Regions from separate parts of the Gossypium hirsutum genome. Here region 1 is linked to region 2. Evidence: chromatin contacts called from public Hi-C data. All regions are on one chromosome and are shown on one strand. The core of a region is the stretch at or near the end of the contact, and the rest is flanking DNA. Distances in the headings are between cores, read along the strand shown. Region 1 holds the start of LOC107918579 (9-cis-epoxycarotenoid dioxygenase NCED2, chloroplastic). Region 2 has its middle 40 kb from the start of LOC107919227.

Region 1 (5,357 bases), core at 2,245-4,744, 47 kb before region 2:
AGAAGCAAAATGGACCGAACCCATATGAAGCTGCTTATCTCCAATGTACTTTGTGCTTCTGTTCATGGCGATAATGAATGCTCTATTCTCAGTGGCGATACTGAAAAGGAGAACCAAAATCTTAAAATAACAACCGTAAGATCGAGTTACTGTTACTATTTCAACCTAATTTCATATTGCAAAAACATCTGGATACATGGACCCTCCAAGCATTGCAGCACTAAGAATAATATGTGTAGATAAGCTTAAAGAGCTCTCCCCCCCCCCCCCCAATAATTGAGATTTATGCTCAAATTGGATCCCCAAACATTGCATACTCTCAGCGAAGGATAGAGTTTCCAGAAAAGTTTAAAACTTCATCAGCAAATGGCATGGCGACAAGGTGCTAAACATTGTTGCAACAGTTTTACCTCATCATCTACAATGTTCATCAATAAAATATCATTGATATTTCTTAGTGTGACCAATATTTTAAAGAGTCCATTTCTTTTTGTAACATCATTTCCCCATCTATGACTATTGAGTTATGATTTTTACATCTGAAGCACTCTGTAGGAAACCCTGTTTTCACTATGGGAACCTAATTTCATTCACTTTTTCAAGTTCTTCAGAAGAAAAAAAGAAAGGGGGGGGGGGTATCAAAGTTGACTTACTTTCAATAAAAGTCATCGACAAGTTGAGTCAAATCACCCTTTATGTTCCCCATTTCAAATATCTGAGTCATTGTTCGATACTTTAGGTGTTTTAGCTCTTCCCACCATGATGTTTTTAGCTGTGATTGGGTAGCAAATGAACCTTACACTACCAACAGCATGCTGCCACTTATGTTACCTTGCTTTAAGAGAGACTGTTTCAATTTTTTCTAAGTTTTTTCAGAATCTTTCGATATAAATGTTAAACACGAGATTATGAGACCCCGGCACTATCAACTTCAGGGATTGCAGTAGATCAGTTAAAACCTGAAAACTAGTAAAAGGGTTATTAGGTAACAGATTTGATTACTTAAAATAGGGGGTCCAATCTCCACTCTGTCGTTGAACCAATCCTTGAATGATTTAACATTAAACCGTGCTGCTTTCTCATTTGCCCATTGTTCTAAATTCCACAAATGTTCTTTTTTTAAAATAGACCAACCATCAGATATCTAAAAATTAACAACATTGACTTCCTGTCGGCTGTCTGAGCAAAAATAATCTATGCACTGTAAATTTTAAGAGAATTAAAATGGTAAAATAGCAGCTGTAACTCAATAGTATATATTGACATGCATATATGTAGTGTAAAGTTGAAGTATTTTTACAACAAAACAGAGAAATTATACACTGCATATTTCCTTGTATTAATGCACACAAGTGAAAGAATAAACAGGGATCAGCTGAGCTTCAATACTTCCTATACACAGAAAAGCTACAAGCCGGTCACATTAAAATATAAACCAAAGGACTAACCCAAAAAACAGGGTTATCAAAAGCTATGAAACAGAGTGAGAGATTCCGGGGACAGTATATGCAAACATCCCTCTGGTAAATCTCTCCTACTAACTTGTTAAACCATCTAGAAAAATTGATGATAACAAGGTTGTTGAAGCTGAATTAGGCTTGCTTCTCCAAGTCCTTGGAGTTTATGAATGTTCCGTGGAAACCGTACGGAACTCGAGATGGAAGCTTTACTGTGGCTTCTACCTCTAAATTCATGGCGTTCACAATCTGCACTTCTGATTTCCAGGTCCTCTCGTCATGAACGAAGGCCAAAATGTAACCGTCGTCTTCGTTCTCCGAATTAGGGTTTCTAGGGAAGAATAAAGGTTCACCCCCATACCTTTGGTCTCCATAGATATACTTTTTTATTTCTCCGGTTGAGAGATCAACTTTAGCAAACCCTGACACTTTAGGCCAAGGCTCAGCAAGAGCTAAATATGCGTACCTGGTTTTTCTTCCGAGCAAGTTTCGGTTCACCATCCCTGCCTCCAAGTTAACTTGTTCGGAATCCGAAATGATGGGGCGGCGTGTCGACTTGCCGGTCCTCAAATTCAATCTGATTTCAGACAGGACACTCTTGAGACTCTCATCACATTCATTGAAAATGGAATCTGGCGGTGTCATGCAGGAGCCAATCACAACAACTTCATCAGTTTCTGGCTCTTCCCAAGCATTCCAAAGATGGAAACAAAAGCAATCAGGTGCCTCAACCCATGTAATCCCAGAAGCATCAGTGGCATTCTTGTCCAAAATCCCAAACCTTGACATCTTGTTCTTGTCATATACAACTGGTGAACCACCGTGAATCATTTCAGGCAATTTGAACACCACTTGCTGGTCAGGGATCACCACCAAGTTCACGGTGATGGCGAAATCGTGCATCATTATCGGACCGTCTACTGGGATTTCAACATCAGGTGATTTCTTACCATCGGGTGAAAAACGGAAGTACTTAAGATATGGCTTTTGGATGACATCATAGCTAAGAGCAAAGAATTCACCAGTTTCAGGATCAACCTTGGGGTGAGCAATCATTGTAGATTTTAACTGACCATCAAAATCATATCTGCCAACGGTTTCCAAGTCCCCAGATGGAGTAACACGAACATGGTAAGGCAAATCATCTTCAGACATAGCAAGGAGATGACCATTAAAATGAACAAGTCCAGCGTTAGCAACTCCAGTGCCATGGCTTGGATCAACAAGCCCAAATAGGCCACGAGCATAGAAAAGCAACAGCCTAGCTATACCAGAGTGACCATGGAGTTCACCGATGGCCTTGGGGAAAACTGGACGTCCCAAAGCTCGTTCTTGAACCAGACGGTTGGTTTCGGTGAACCTACAAGCATAACTAGCAGAGCCATCTTGGAACTGAACCGCATGAACCATACCGTCCCCGTCGAAGAAATGATGTCCGGCGACAGGTTCGTGAAGCGGGTTGGCTCCGTTTCGAACGTAGACTCCTTGTAAACAGTCTGGGATTGTTCCAATAACAGGGAGGTTATGCTTGACCGGTTGGTCTGGCACTGGAGCAAAGTTGCCAGATATTTGAACATTGGGGTCAGCTGTTTTGGGAAGAGGATGGTGACGCTCGTGAGAAACCAAAGCGTTCTCCACCACATCTAGAGCCATAGCTGCAGCTCTTTGGAAAGGATTCCAGTGTTGGGGTTGAGGTTTCACTGCGTTTTTAGTGGTATAATCAGGGGATGATTGATTAGGCAAAAGAAGAATGGAAGGCGTTTGAAGAGAGCATGAAATGTTTGGCTTTCTACAAGTCCTTCTCAAAGGCATAGAACCCAAATTCAGAGACGAAGAGAAACAAGTTGAAACTGGAAGAAATTTACAATTAGTAGCAGATGCTGCCTGTGATGCAGAGGAAGCCATTGTTGGTGATTGAAAATGTAAGAAATTAGAATGTGAGATTCAACCTTTTTTCTTTTTCTTTTTTTATGTATGTATTTGTATGGGAATTGGGTTAAAAGAGTAGGAGGGGGAGGGGGAGGGGGAGTGTGACTATAATGGGAGTTCGAAAGAAGGTTTATATAGAAAAACAAAGTGGACACCAACTCCAAACTCCTAAAATACATAAGAGAACACCACGTGTTGCATTTTTATTGCACAGATAAAAGGGCCAACTCAATACAAATTTAGTTGTTTTATTAACTTCACTTATGATTTTGTAAATTAATTTTAAGTGGGTGCGGTGCTAGGGGAAGTACTGTTTGTGGGGCACACCCCTACATGAAGATATAATCATTTTTCTTTACCAAAATCAAAACCCCAAAAGTTGTTTAAATTAATCACTTAATCCCAAAAACAGACGAGTCATACTTAGGTATGCTATTTGACAGCATTATTATTATTGTTGTTGTGGTTTTATCCTCCTCCATTTTAAATTTGCATATCTTCTTTTTACGAGAAAAGTAATGTAAAATTTATAAATAATTGGATTATCAACTAGGTTTTAGTTAAAATGGTAAGTTTTAAGTATTTAATTAAAACGTGTAGGTTTTCAAATTTCATAATGTGTGAATTTTAATTCTGTGGGTACATTGATTAAAATTTTATGAGTTTATGGGTTATGGAGGTTGCTATCTAGTTTTCCTTTCCACCATGAACAAGAGAGTGGTAAACAATTATTTGAAGCATTCAACTTCCAATCGTGGGCTTTTCCTCAAGCATGGTGTGTTATTTTTACTAAAGTTAGTATTATATACATAACATCAGATTTTATATCCAAAATACTCAACTTTAGCTAGCAACCGTATCCTAACAAAATATTTATTTATGAAAGCATGTGTTTTTGAGTGCATGAGTGACCCTAAAACCACTGAAAAGGTTAAATATTATAGTATTTTCACAATTAAATAAGTGAACACACGGTTGATTAAATTGCCGAAAGATAATATTTTCATTATTCCCCCTTTCATCATTTCTATCATCTTAATTTATAACAAAATACATCTTTCTCCAACCTTTTCATGTGTCAATCCGCTAGTGGCCGCTTGCAAAAAATAATTACATCTGCTAACTTTTTCATTAAATATTGAATTAATATATTATAAAATAAATTATATTGTCACTAAAGTATAAACACTTTTAATACATTCAATATTTATTTTATTATCATATGCAAATAAGATTAATTGAGTTTATCGATTCACCTATCTGGTCACCTTTTATCATTTCATTTATTCGTCAACTTTGTTTCAACCATACACAATCAAATATAAATTATATGTCAATCGTTAAAGCTTTCATATTTTTTTAGTTTTGTACGTTCAATAAAAAGAAGTAATTTGATTACTAACTTATAGAATTCCATTGATATCATTTGTCTATTCTTATAGCACGCTTTTATTTTTTCTTCTTCTCTAGTTTTTCAATCATTTTGATCTCTTGTGTTATCATCTACTATAGAGGAGTACCTCGCTGGACTTTGTTTGGATGATGGGGAGGATCAGCCTAGTAATTTAGTGCGAGTAATGAAGTTGTTAAGAACAAGTGAAAATTGTTTAATAGGTTGTTTTTTTAATAGCAAGTATTGTTCATTTATATAGGAGGTGTTACTATTGCGGATATGGGAGATAAAAGATACTTGTTCATATTCTACTTTGAAATAGATGTAGATTGAGTGATTGATGGAGGGCAAGGACGTTTAATAACTATTTGTTATTAACATATTGATCGGAGAAGGGGGAGGATCCAATTACAGTTCCAATTGTTTTGTGAATTGTTGGTTACAAATTCATGATTTAAAACCATGTTATTCAAACCACCATATATGCTTTCTCTCCAACTTGAATTAGCATTTGACAAAACATCAATTTATATATATGTATGTGTCATGAGACTAGAATTTTAGTCTCGCAATCTGTG
Region 2 (5,622 bases), core at 1,426-3,925:
AAATGAACAGTTTATTATTTACTGAAAAAGGAGACTAAAAATAATTAGATTGGAAAATAATAACTGGACTCTAAGTCTATGGTATTTTCCATGAACCAGTTATTATTTACATGTGAGCAAGGAACAACATTTTTTCTCTTTAAGCAGGTCCTTTGATCCTATCATCTTCAAGTGGAGACTTTAGTGTAATTATTTCAATGGAGAACTTTAAGAATTTCAAAGGAGAAGGTAGAAGCGAGAGGATTAGAAGAGGGAAGAACACGTTGCGATTTAGTCTAATTATTTATCTTTTTAAATAATTTAATTAAATTTAAATTGAGCTAAAGAGAAGATAGTATATGGATGTGTGTATATCAATATTTTCTTTGTTGATCTCTTCTCACATTCTTCGACTACCGATTTCTCTGCTTGCATTTTTTGTAGTCAAAATGAGTCTTTTGTTGCCCCTTTTGTATTGAGGAATTTCGTGATGCAATTATGAGTATGCACCCCCAATAAAGCACTTGGTCCTGATGGTATGAATTCGAGATTCTTTCAACGGTGTTGGTCTATTTTGGGTACTGATGTTTTCAATCAATATTGTTCGTGGTTGAATAATGGTGCTTTTCTTGATTTGATTAACCAAACTTTGAGTATTTTGATTCCCGAGAAGGATAAACTAGATAGCTTAAAAGATTTGAGGCCTATTGCGCTTTGTAACATTCTCTACAATATAGTGGCAAAAGTTCTTGCTAACTGTCATAAGAAAATTCTGCCTTCCATCATTTCTCCCATGCAACATGTTTTTGTTCCAGGACGTCTGATCATTAATAACATTTTGATCACTTTTGAGCTTATCCACTCTATGAATAATAAAGGTCACGGTAAGTTGGGTGAGATTGCTTTGAAGTTAGATGTTAGCAAAGCGTATGACCGTATCGATTGGAATTTTCTTCAATTTATTATGCAAAAAATGAGTTTTTCTATGCTGGGTGAATTGGATCATAATGTGTGTCACTATGGTTAATTATTCCATCTATTTGAATAGCCATGAGGTGGGTCCTATTCCTCCACATCGAGGTTTGTGTCAAGGAGATCTTTTGTTGCTTTACCTCTTTTATCTTGTGTATTTACTCTGTAAGGTAGAAGCAAGGGGTGACCTTCATGGTATTTTTGTGTGTCGTGGAGGATCCTCGATTTCTCATTTGCTTTTTGCTGATGACAACTTTTATTTCTTTTCTAAGCGACTGGGGTTGAGTGCTCTACAGTTAAAGAATTTTTTGTTGACTACGAGGAAGCATTGGGTGATGCTATTAATTTTTAGAAATCAAGGATTATGTTCAGTTCAAACATGAAGCTTCATGATAGAAATGTGGTGTACTCGTTGTTCGGTGTTTCGACTCCTTTAGAGCACGACAAATATCTCGAGCTTCTTTCTTTGATTGGGAGAAATAAGAAGCATTTTTTTTTTATTTGGGACAGGTTGAACAAACGTATCAATAGTTGGAAGAACTGTCTTTTGTCGAAACTATTAAAGGAAGTTGTTATTAAGACGGTTGCATAGGTTTTACCCATTTTTTGCATGCGTATCTTCATGATCCCTCTCTATACTTGTGACACCTTGCCAAAAATGATTAACTCGTATTGGTGGGGCTCTAGGGGCGATGATCGTAAGAAATTACATTGGTCATCTTGGGACAAGCTTTGTGTTCCAAACAAAAGAAGGATTATAACCTTCATCGCCATCGATTAATGAAAATGTAATTTCATTATACCCTTTTTGGTCATCTTGGGACAAGCTTTGTGTTCCAAACAAAAGAAGGATTATACCCTTCTGCAAGCTTAATGAAAATGTGTGACTTCGCCAGGTATGGAAGAGTTGGTGGAAAGCATCTTGACCCCTTATGATGTGAGTCTAATGTACAAGATCCCTATAAGGTTGCAGAAGGGTCCAGATCAATTAATATGGCACTGGTCTAGTAATGGTTTATACATGGTAAAATCAGGGCAAGAGTTAGCCTTTGATTTGTATTCTAATTCTGATTCGTTTGAAGTCGATGGACCTTGGTTGAGAATTTGGAGTGGTCAATTCCCTCTGAAGATCAAAGACTTTACATGGAGGTGTCTAAAAAATTTTATTCCTACTTGTGCAAGGTTAGCAAATAAAGGGGTAAATATTCTGACTTGTGTTTGGTGTGGAGAGGAGGAAACTTGTGATCATCTTTTTTGTTTATTGTGATTCTAGTTGGGTGGTCTGGCATCAATTTTTCTTTACTTGAGTCAAATGATATTAATAGATTTCATCGGATTCTCACCATCATGTGGAGTATTTGGTTCCATCATAACCTGCTTGTTTGGAAAGGTGAGGCTCATTCCCCGCAGCATGTTATTGACATTGCAGACAACTTTCTTATGCAATGGTTGGAGGCTCAATCGGTTTATGGTATTGCAAAACCAGTAGCTCATTAGTTTGATTCGACGATTCCTGGGTGAAAGAGGCCAATTGTCGGCCCACTCAAATGTATTGTGGATGGAGCTTTGTTTCGCGACGAGTAGTATTCAAATTATGCAGCAATTGGTGTCTTTGTTAAAGGGATGGTTGACCAAGTCAAGACAACTTGGGACCTTCAATTTATTGAGGTTTTTGCAATTAAAGGAGAGTTATGGTGGCTTGCTGCTTAGAGGCTAGATAACATTGTGATTGAGTTTGATTGTCAACGTATGATTAATGCTTTGACTTAAGAAAAAATTGATGTGCCTGAATTCGATATTCTTCTTCAAGAATGTATTCATCTCAGTTCGTTTTCTCTGATTTATCCTTTCATAAGGCCGCTCATAACATGACTATGGTAGCCTTATCTTATGCTTCTTTTCATGTTTTTGTAATTCCCTGGAGTGCTTTTTTGCCTTTTCTCAATAGAGATGTTATTTCTAGTGCTTATGAGAATGAGATGCATAGGTTTTAGTGAACGGAGAAAACTTGTTGGCTTAGATTTAACTTTTTGCTCTTGTTCTAATTATTATTATTATATGAAATGCGTTTTTGCCCTAAAAAAATATAAGTAATTGAAAATAGTAAGAGATGTTACAATCTCTAAATATCTTGTCAAATGAAACAATTACAAGTTGTATTGAAAGCATTAATTAACAATAACCTTATTCTCATTTTCAAGATATTTATATGAAATAAATATTAAAAAAGAATTGATGACACTTATTTGGCATTTTATTAGAAAAAGGAAACAAGTATGTATATGATTGAGGTGTTAGAAAGAGAAATGGCATGGGCTTACTATTGATTTATTTTCTTGTTTAGTGAAACAGAGATTAGAACCGCATGGTTGTGGAAATTTCTAAAAGAAAGGTGGAAATTAGTATCCAATTTCATTCCAACTTCTTGTTGTGGATTTCGTGTTTTAAAAAGTTTTGCAAACATGTCGTCCATTTGTTCAATTTGGTTGTCCACTGTAGTGACCAAAAAATCTGTTAATTTCACATAAAATCTAGAATTCTACTCTTAAACAATTATCCCGTTCCAAAAGATAAGAAAAAAAACCCCTCACTTCAATTTGTAAGCCCATTCAATTATATGCATTAGAAAATACAAGCTTGATTTCATTCTACCACATTTTTTAGTCTCACTCAGGTTTAGGTAAACAAATCACCTTCCAACAAACACGAGCCCCTCAACCCAAGCCAACCTTCCTTCCCAAAAGAAGCTAAAATAATATTGATAAACTTTCTTAAGAACACAGCCTTAATGAGTTGCAGTCTACTAGCATAACCCAAATGCTTAGTAGACCACCCATTCAATTATATGCATCACATTAGCATATGCAAAATTAGATGAAAAATCATGTATTTTACTTTTAAGTTACAATTGCAAATAATATAATTATAATCAAAATAACTATGACTGATGGATTTAAATTTAGGTGAGACTCAAACTTTCAAAATCAATCTATTAACAAAATGTATGCCCAAACATTATTTTATAGGTAGTTTTATGGGTTACTTATTGTTTGGACTTTTTTGTGTCTTCATTCTCAAAAGGCCCAATGATTAATAAATGTGAATTTTGTTTATTATCTATGGTTGAATTCATGAGATAATAAAAGATGCTAAATATCTAAATTTAGTAACTCAATAAAATTAAATAAAATTTTTTAAAAAATATGTTATCTAAAAGAATAATGTGTATATACACTCCAAAATCACTGTCAACAATAATTAGAATATCCAAATAAGAAAAACAAATTAATCTACACCGAGTATTACCATACCTACCTACAAATATTTACAAAACATTTTATTCCTGTGGAGATTTTTATCTCCAAAGTTCTCTCCACATTATATGCAATCCCTACTTAACCGACTTGGAAAACTTAGAAATAGGGAGAGTTTTTATATACTGAACAATGGTCAATAGTCTGTAGAAGTTCGCTTTTTTATGGTCTGTGGCAACCAAATGTCAAATTTAGCTCAAGCTTGTTCTCTCGAGTGTCTGTTTGGATGCAAATCTAAAGTTTATCACTGGAGTATCAAAATTCCATTTGTGCAAGTAGTTGGGGAAGTTCAAAATTTTGACTGGGAGAATGTGGCACCATGAAACGTTGGTTTTATGAGAGTATGGGTTAAGATGTGTCCCTTAGTTCTTGGTTGTGCAATCTAATTGGACAATGGAAATACTGCATGGATTGAGCTTCAATATGATAGAATTTGCAAGGTATGTATAAGTGTGGTGGAATTGGTCATACTACCAAGTGCATGAGATGGAGGAAATGCTTACTACTAAGATGGACAGGCTGTTCACTCACTTTGGTTACGACACTCAGGAATCACACTTCCGATTTTCTATGAGAGCGTCCAGTAATAGGGGCCAAGAGTATTCGAACTACATAAAGCATCAACCGAGGTATCAGGCTCGTACGTGCTCATCGATTCCTTTTATAGATCAAATATATATATTTGAGGATTATGATGGGATGATGTGAGCCAGGGACCATGACATTTATCCGTAAGATGATTCAGAGGCTACATTCTCTCCAAAAGTAAACGTCCAAGAAGGGCAAGCTAGTCAACAGATTGTAGAGCCAGTCACACGACCTGTGGAATGTAACCAAATTGATGATGTACTGCTCCAACAAATTCAGCAAGTTATGCTTAATTTTTAGGAAGGTATTACTCCTAATGAAAGTTGCTATAGCGGCATCTTATTTCGTAATGCTAGTGTGCAACCAGATAACAACATTCCAAGGTGGATTGGGCTGCCGAAGGGAGTCATCACTTTCACTAATGCTGGATTCTGTCCACCTAATACGGAGGTTCCTAAAAGTAATGACTACCCCGAGTCAAGTATGATGGGTTCTAGAAGAGGAAGCCTGCTATTAAATCTTCAAGTAAAATTTAAAAAAAAATACATGTTTGGTTAACTTCAACAGTTCTAAATTAAAAATATTAATATGTCTTAATCGACAGCATGTGATTGAAGTAGGGGTGAGCGTTTGATCGAATCGAGTAAATTTTTTTTAAGTTAATCGAGTTGACAAGTCATGTTTTATTATCAATTTTTAATAGCTATAACATGGAATTGATTATAACATGGAGTTGAGTGAAATTGTTCGAGTTAAATTAAAAATGTTA

What was found. A called contact is a pair of places that touch in the nucleus more often than the background predicts.
Region 1: a contact with region 2 is called in a Hi-C map of leaf, with 3 times the contacts expected there. The contact joins the promoter of LOC107918579 here to the enhancer-like site in region 2. A contact is called at or near these places in 21 of 34 Hi-C or Micro-C datasets (anther, callus, fibers and 4 more).

What each region holds. Positions count from the first base shown.
Region 1 is chrD13:53,555,668-53,561,024 of Gossypium_hirsutum_v2.1, reverse strand. It overlaps LOC107918579 (9-cis-epoxycarotenoid dioxygenase NCED2, chloroplastic), which reads right to left and starts at 3,494. Exons shown (of 1, transcript XM_016848165.2): 1 at 1,236-3,494. The coding sequence starts at 3,362. The coding sequence ends at 1,593.
Region 2 is chrD13:53,507,169-53,512,790 of Gossypium_hirsutum_v2.1, reverse strand. No RefSeq gene overlaps it. Among protein-coding and RNA genes, the nearest start is that of LOC107919227, 40 kb to the left of the region's middle. Within about 2 kb of position 2,675, at least 2 of the 9 cell types and tissues checked have an H3K27ac peak or open chromatin away from gene starts, as enhancers often do.